2 separate regions of the Sus scrofa genome follow, and region 1 is linked to region 2. A link is a contact called in public Hi-C data. All regions are on one chromosome and are shown on one strand. Each heading gives the region's core, a stretch centred on a gene start, on an enhancer-like site or on the middle of the called end of the contact. The rest is flanking DNA. Distances are from core to core; before and after follow the strand shown.

What was found. A called contact is a pair of places that touch in the nucleus more often than the background predicts.
Region 1: a Hi-C map of skeletal muscle shows a contact between it and region 2, with 7 times the contacts expected there. The contact joins two enhancer-like sites. A contact is called at or near these places in 2 of 5 promoter capture datasets (fetal liver and liver), 19 of 47 Hi-C or Micro-C datasets (blood, embryonic fibroblasts, epiblast stem cells and 9 more) and 2 of 2 datasets of contacts at active chromatin or transcription factors (alveolar macrophages and skeletal muscle).

What each region holds. Positions count from the first base shown.
Region 1 is chr12:45,441,820-45,445,012 of Sscrofa11.1, reverse strand. No RefSeq gene overlaps it. Among named protein-coding and RNA genes, the nearest start is that of CRYBA1, 23 kb to the left of the region's middle. Within about 2 kb of position 1,657, at least 9 of the 83 cell types and tissues checked have an H3K27ac peak or open chromatin away from gene starts, as enhancers often do. A contact at or near this core is called in fetal liver and skeletal muscle, where this site is marked.
Region 2 is chr12:45,400,404-45,403,570 of Sscrofa11.1, reverse strand. No RefSeq gene overlaps it. Among named protein-coding and RNA genes, the nearest start is that of TIAF1, 63 kb to the right of the region's middle. Within about 2 kb of position 1,705, at least 54 of the 83 cell types and tissues checked have an H3K27ac peak or open chromatin away from gene starts, as enhancers often do. A contact at or near this core is called in fetal liver and skeletal muscle, where this site is marked.

The sequences.
Region 1 (3,193 bases), core at 408-2,907, 41 kb before region 2:
CAGGTGCATGGGTCTGCCAGCTTCCATCCCATGGCCCTACCCTGGACCCTGCTTCCTCTGACACTTTTAAGTGAACAATGAACACTCACCAAAGGGAACTTTCCTCAGTGTATGCTCGTCTTCACTGGTCTCTGGGTCTGTCCACCTCTGTGTGTCCAGCTGCCTCCTGTATGACTCCACCTGGATGTCCCCTAGGCATATGAAATGCAGACAGCCCAAACTACTGAGTTCATTACCTTTTTCCCAAGTTCCCATCGTGGCTCAGTGGAAATGAATCTGACTAGTAACCGTGAGGACCCAGGTTTGATCCCTGGCCTTGCTCAGTGGGTTAAGGATCACGTGTTGTTGTGACTTAGGCTGGCAGCTGTAGCTCCAATTTGACCTCTAGCCTGGGAACTTCCATATGCTGCAGGTATGGCCCTAAAAAAAAAAAAAAAAAAAGATTACCTTCTTCCCAAGTTTTGTGCTGCTCTTTTGTGTTTTCTCTCTCAGCAAAGGATGCCATTGTTTTTTGTTTGTTTTTTAGGGCCACACCTGTGACATATGAAAGATCCCAGGCTAGGGGTCAGATCGGAGCTGCAGCTGCCAGCCACAGGCACAGCAACTCAGAATCAGAGCTGCGTCTGCGACCTACACCACAGCTCACGGCAACGCCAGATCCTTAACCCACTGAGTGAGGCCAGGTATCGAACGCATAACCTCAAGGGCACTAGTCTGGGTCTTAACTCGCTGAGCCACAGTGGGAACTCTAGGATGCCTCTGTTTATTATTCTATTACTTAGGTTAGAAACTGCTTCTCCCTCACCCATCATCATCATTACCTATCAGTCCCACCTCCAGCTCTCTCTCCATTTCATCCCCCTGAAGCTGCTCGGGCTCCAGTCCAAGGACTCAGCCATTTCCTTGCAGACTCCTGACCTCTCTTACCACTATCCACTCAATCCCCAGTCCCCAGCAGTCTGGAGCATCACCTGCTGTCTGTTTGTAAAACATGAACTTGCGAACATATTTATTGAGGTTCTGTGCTTGGTGATAAATGAATGATGATGAGTAACCAGCATGCTGTTACCACTATATTTAGATTGTGTATTTGGGAGGCAGAAAGAAGAGGCTGATGGAGATAAGGAGTGTCAATACCCCGCCCCCACAAACTATGCCTTGGAAATGTTTTCAACAATTCCCAGGTCAGAAGCTACAGACATGTAAAGTAAGATGAGATTTTTGCAAGGGGAGACCTTAAAGAGCATCCACCTGGCAAGCATGGGGGCTGGAAGACCTGTCTCTTCCACATCCTGGTGCGGTGGCCAAGTCATATGTTATCCTGAAACCTGGAGGAGAGATAATCTAAGTTATGAATAGTCTGCTGTGGCATCTTGGGAAAAACATGTCTGGTGCTAAGTAGGTCTGAAAAAAAGATTCCCAGGACAGTTGGAAGGTTCAGAAGCTCATTAGTCAGGAACGTTTCAGAGGAAGCCTAATTGCAACACAAGCATGAAGACTTGGTTAATTTGGGGCTGTGTTGGGGAGAAACTCTCAGAGTTGCTGCCTCCCTCCTTTCTTCCTCAATGTCATTTTCTCTGCCCGTTTGTTCTTGTCCTTGTCAGGCAGCAAGTGGCACGCCTGGGCGTCAGGCGCAGATGGAACTGGAGCCCGTGCTGTGGACCAGAAATAGTTATGCAAATATTTGGCTGCTGGGGCTTTATATTCCCCGCCCCCGTCCCTCCCTCTTCTTTTCCTCTCACCTCAATTCCTTCCTTCAAGCTTGTGATTTCTGTGTCCACAGGGACCTGGGCTGAGGTTCCTGGGGTCTTCTCACCTCCTAGAGGGACAGCTTCTGGTGGGAAAGAGGATTCTCCCCAGATGCCTTGAGGTGGCAGCCCAGGCCACCAGCCAGTGGTCACTCAGGGTCTTGGCCATCTGCCTTGCCCACATGGTGCTGCGGGCCTTGACAGAGCTGGCCTTCCCGGTGGGGTGACACACTCTGTTTGGGTTTGATGTCCCAGGCTTGTTTCACTGCCACTTCTCTTAATGACCACTTTGCGCGTCCGGGGTCACAGAGCAAGTCGTGTTCCGGGACGGGAGTGGACTGCTTCTTCCTGAAGCTGGCGGGGCTGCATTGTGAGGCAGGCGCTTCCCCTGCCAGGCCCTCTTTGCAGCCTGTGCCACCTGCTACCACCTCTAGAGTGGCCTGCCCATCTCCCCCTTCCCTCTTCTGATGAGACAGCACGGGCTTCTGGAGGTGTAGGCAGGGCAAGGGCAAGCCCCAGAACTGCATGGCTCAGCATCCCTGCCTGATAGTGAGAGGCAGAGCCTCAAGGTAGCAGCAGAGACCTGAGGTCACACTGGGCAGTGCCACCCAGCAAGAAGATCCTGCCATCACCATCACTCTCCTACCTGATCCTTGAGGTTGAGGAATGTGGAGCAGGATTGGGGAACCCTGCTTCCTCCTGAAAGCATTCCCTCAAGAGACATGGGACAGCAAAGTGATGAAGAGCAAGGCTTCTGGAACAAGAGACAGTTCCTGAGTTCAAATCTCAGCTCTGCCATGTACCAGCTGTGTAACCTCGGAGAGGTTGCTTAACCTCTCTCTGCTGTGCCTTTACCCGGGAAAACTATGGGAATATGCCCTACCTCCTGAGGATGCTGCGAGGATGATATGAGTTTATATGTGTAAAGTACTTACCAAGAGTAGCTGGTCACAGTACACATTAGCCGTTCTACTAAGCTTAGCTGCCTAGAGGGCTGCCTTCATCTTGCTGCCTGGCCCACCCAGAGCTGTGGAGCCCATTGCTACCTCCTCCCTCACTTGTGCCCATGGCCATTGGTATCCAAGTCCCCACACAAATCTTCCCTCCAAGTCTCTCCTACTCAGTCCTCTCCTTCCGGTCCCCACATCACCTCCCTGGCTCTGACTGGCCTGGACTGTCCCCTGCTGAGCCTGCCCAGCACCTTCTTGCCTGCACTGTCCCCTCCCTCTGGTCCAACCTGCACTTGACTTGCGGTCAGCTCTCCACTTGAATTAACCACTTGAAGCTCTTCAGCCTGGCATCCAGCATGTTCCACAACCCAGCAGAGACCTCCCCTTCCAGCCACCCTGGGAGCTGTGCCAGGTGGGCTTCCTCTCACCCTTTGCTCCAGTCCCTCCTGGGCACCGCTGCCTGGTGGGCTTCAGAGCCAGACTAACTGGGCTCAC
Region 2 (3,167 bases), core at 456-2,955:
GCCCTGAGGAAATCCCCAGCAGCTGAGAGTCCTCATGGAGCAGCAGGCCCACTCGCACCACCAGTCAGGTGGTCCCTGCAGGCAGCCGGGACCTGACTCCCAAGGGATGGATTCCTGGTCTTATTAGAGGACAAGCCTGGACTTCCCTGCCTAGGCTCTGTGCCCATGAGGTGGTATGGTGTCAACAGGCTCTGAGCAAACCTTCAGGTGTGCGAGGCAGGGGCTGGGAGAGTGCTAAGCCTCAGCGACCACCGCTGGGGCAGTGATGATAGGGGCTGGCTACCCGAAGCCCACTGACCCTCCTGGATTGTTTGTCCCAGATCTCTCCCCACTACACAGGCTCAAAACATCCCTGGATTCTTCTGTTTATTCATGAAGTCATTCATCCATTGTATTCCATTTATAAGCATGTGTTGAGTGACTACTATATAGAGGGGCGTTTAGGGCCGTGGGGATGGAGCAGTGATGAAAGCCAAGTCTGTCTGTGCCGACGTCATCCTTGCTTCTTCTTGACTTATCCCTCCAGGGTAACGGGCGAGGCCATCTTGCCGCTTCAGCCCCCTTGTCTCCAGCTCCCAGGGGACGCCTCTCGGGGGCGGGGCCGGGATGGCGACCCCAAAGAGGTTATATTTCGCCACTTGGGCACCGGCGGGTCCTTAAGAAGGGGGCGGCTGCCCTCTGCTGGGCTCCAGCGGCTCTACAGGGCGGGTGTATCCCAGGGCTCCGGGCGCATGCGCCGGTTTGGCCCCGCCCCAGCCCTGCCCCTGCGCTGGTGGTGGGCGGGACCAGGAAGCGTAGGCCCACCCCGGAGAAGGCGGGCGGGGGCTGACTCGGGGTGGGGGGGCGGCGCGGGGGCTGACTCGGGGCGGGGGCGGGGGCTGACTCGGGGGGGGGGCGGGGGCTGCCCCGCGGGGGGGTTGCGGGGGCCGGGGCCCAAAGCGACTCGCCGTCTGCACAGGATTGTCTGGACCCAGCCTTGGGCATAAACCTTTGGTCTCGGCAGGTTTTGCTCTCAGTCCTCCTTCCCCTGTGGTCATCCCTAGGCTTCTTTAAGGGAGTCTGTCCCCTTCCATTTTGGGATCCACTGGTTATTGGTACTCAGTAAAATGTCAAAAATTTTTGGTCTTTCGGAGGGTACCAGTCACTGTCCACTAACACTCCTACGCTGTTATTTCATAGGAGAGAAGACAAAGGCGGTGGGGAGAAAGATAATCCTTCCCAACAGAGGGCAGGCACTGGTGCTGAGAAACCTTTAAGTGGCCATCCCAGAGAATGCATGTGTCTGGTGTTGGGGGGAATCCCCTACCGCAGGACGCATAAGTGCTTAGGCCCTCCCCAGCCTGAGAGCTGAGTGCTTTAAGCAGGACTCCCCCCAGCTACCCTGAATAAGGAGTTCTCTTCGTGACATTTTATAGATTGCAAATTAATAATAAAACAAGCACTATACAATCAGTTTCCATTTAAGGAGTTAGTGCTTACAGACTTTTTGTTTGTTTGTTTTGTTTTGATTTAAAAGGGAACTAGAAAAGCAAATGGAGTCAGAGGAGTATTCTTTAGTTAAAATGTAAAATTAGAACCTCATTCTCATTGTTTTACCAACCATCTACCTCTAAACCAGCCTCAAGAAGCTCACAGTCTAGTGGTAAGAGGATGAAACAAACACACAAAACCCCAAAACAGGCATTGTGCTTCCCCACAGTGTTCACCTTGAGGTATTACAGGCCATCCCTAGTTGCCTAGTAACTCCAAGCCTCCTGCCTAGCCTGCCCCTAGCTCTGCTTAGCTGCTTTGCCTGCCTACTGCCAGAAACAGAGCCAAGGAGCTTTCACTCACCCAGCGCTACGGATGTGGGAGAGTAAAGTAGTTCAAGTTGCTACTCTATCTGGATATTCCTTTGTTCCCCGCTCTCTTCTATCTGGCTAATTGCACATGTACCTTTCGGATCAGTAGTTAAGTCTTATTGATATTTATTGAGCACCTACTGGGTGCCTGGTGCTGGGGAGTGGGATGTATCTAAAAGAAGTAGGAAATGGTCCCTGTTCTCCAGGGAGAGAAGGCTTAAATATATGATACAGATAGATTACCATGAAAACATCAATTTAGTCATGGCATATATGCATTAAGCGTCAATAAATTCAACTACAGCCCCCACTTCCGGCACCTCTAATCTGAGAGTAGAGGCTTCCTATGAAGCCAAAATGGTGGAACGTGAAGCAGCAGTTACCTTAGGGCACATTTTGCTAATGGATGCATGAAGTAAATCACGATAAGTGCAGCTACAGATTCAGTTCAAGTTATGGTGACTAGGCTGAGATGCTGAGTGTAGTTCCTGGCGAAAGAGCTTGGCAGGGCTGCTCACAGTGTGTGCTGCCTCTGTAATGCCTGCAGCAAAACAAACAACACAATTTCTGCTTTTAGCATGTTTTCATAAAAGTGAAAATCTTGTTCAGATTTTTTTTTTCTTTTTGGAAACAGATACTAATGTAGGTCTTTTGTAAAAGCCAAGTGGCATAAAGCAAACTTTCAAAAAGTGGAAGATACCTGTATGTGGTCGTGTAAGAAAGTGCATTACTATAGTCTGAAATTATAAACACTGTATTTTGTATATTTTCATTCTCTGCTCTTCAGTGACTATACATTTGGCTTTCAGATATATAGAATCGTGTATATAAAACCATGTGTACTGTACTTTGTGAGGAATTTAGGGGATTTTTAAGAGTAATTTTGGCTTTATTCTATTTTTGTCTTACATGTTGACTTTGGAATCTAACCCTGTGGGGTGTGACCCCACCGTGTCTAATGGAACACCGTGTTGAGTGTACTCAAGAACCACCATGCCTATGTGATATAGACAGTGAACGCTGTGGTTTTTAATAATTTAATCACTGCCTGCAATTCTCCAGGCCTAATGCTAGGTGCTTTACATGTACTGTTTGTTGGTTTTGTTTTTTTAAATTCTCACACAACAGCCCCATAAGGTAGGTATACTTATTATAAGGCAAAAAAAATGGAAAGTCTAAGAAGTCAAATAACTTTTCCTTAGGTCAGACTGCAAGACAGAGACTGAGCTGGGGTTCAGATTTTGTTACTCTGTTAGCACATAGGTCTTAGGTTTCGGGAAAGGCTTCATGAAGGATGTGGGACTTGAGACGGACTTTGAGAAACAG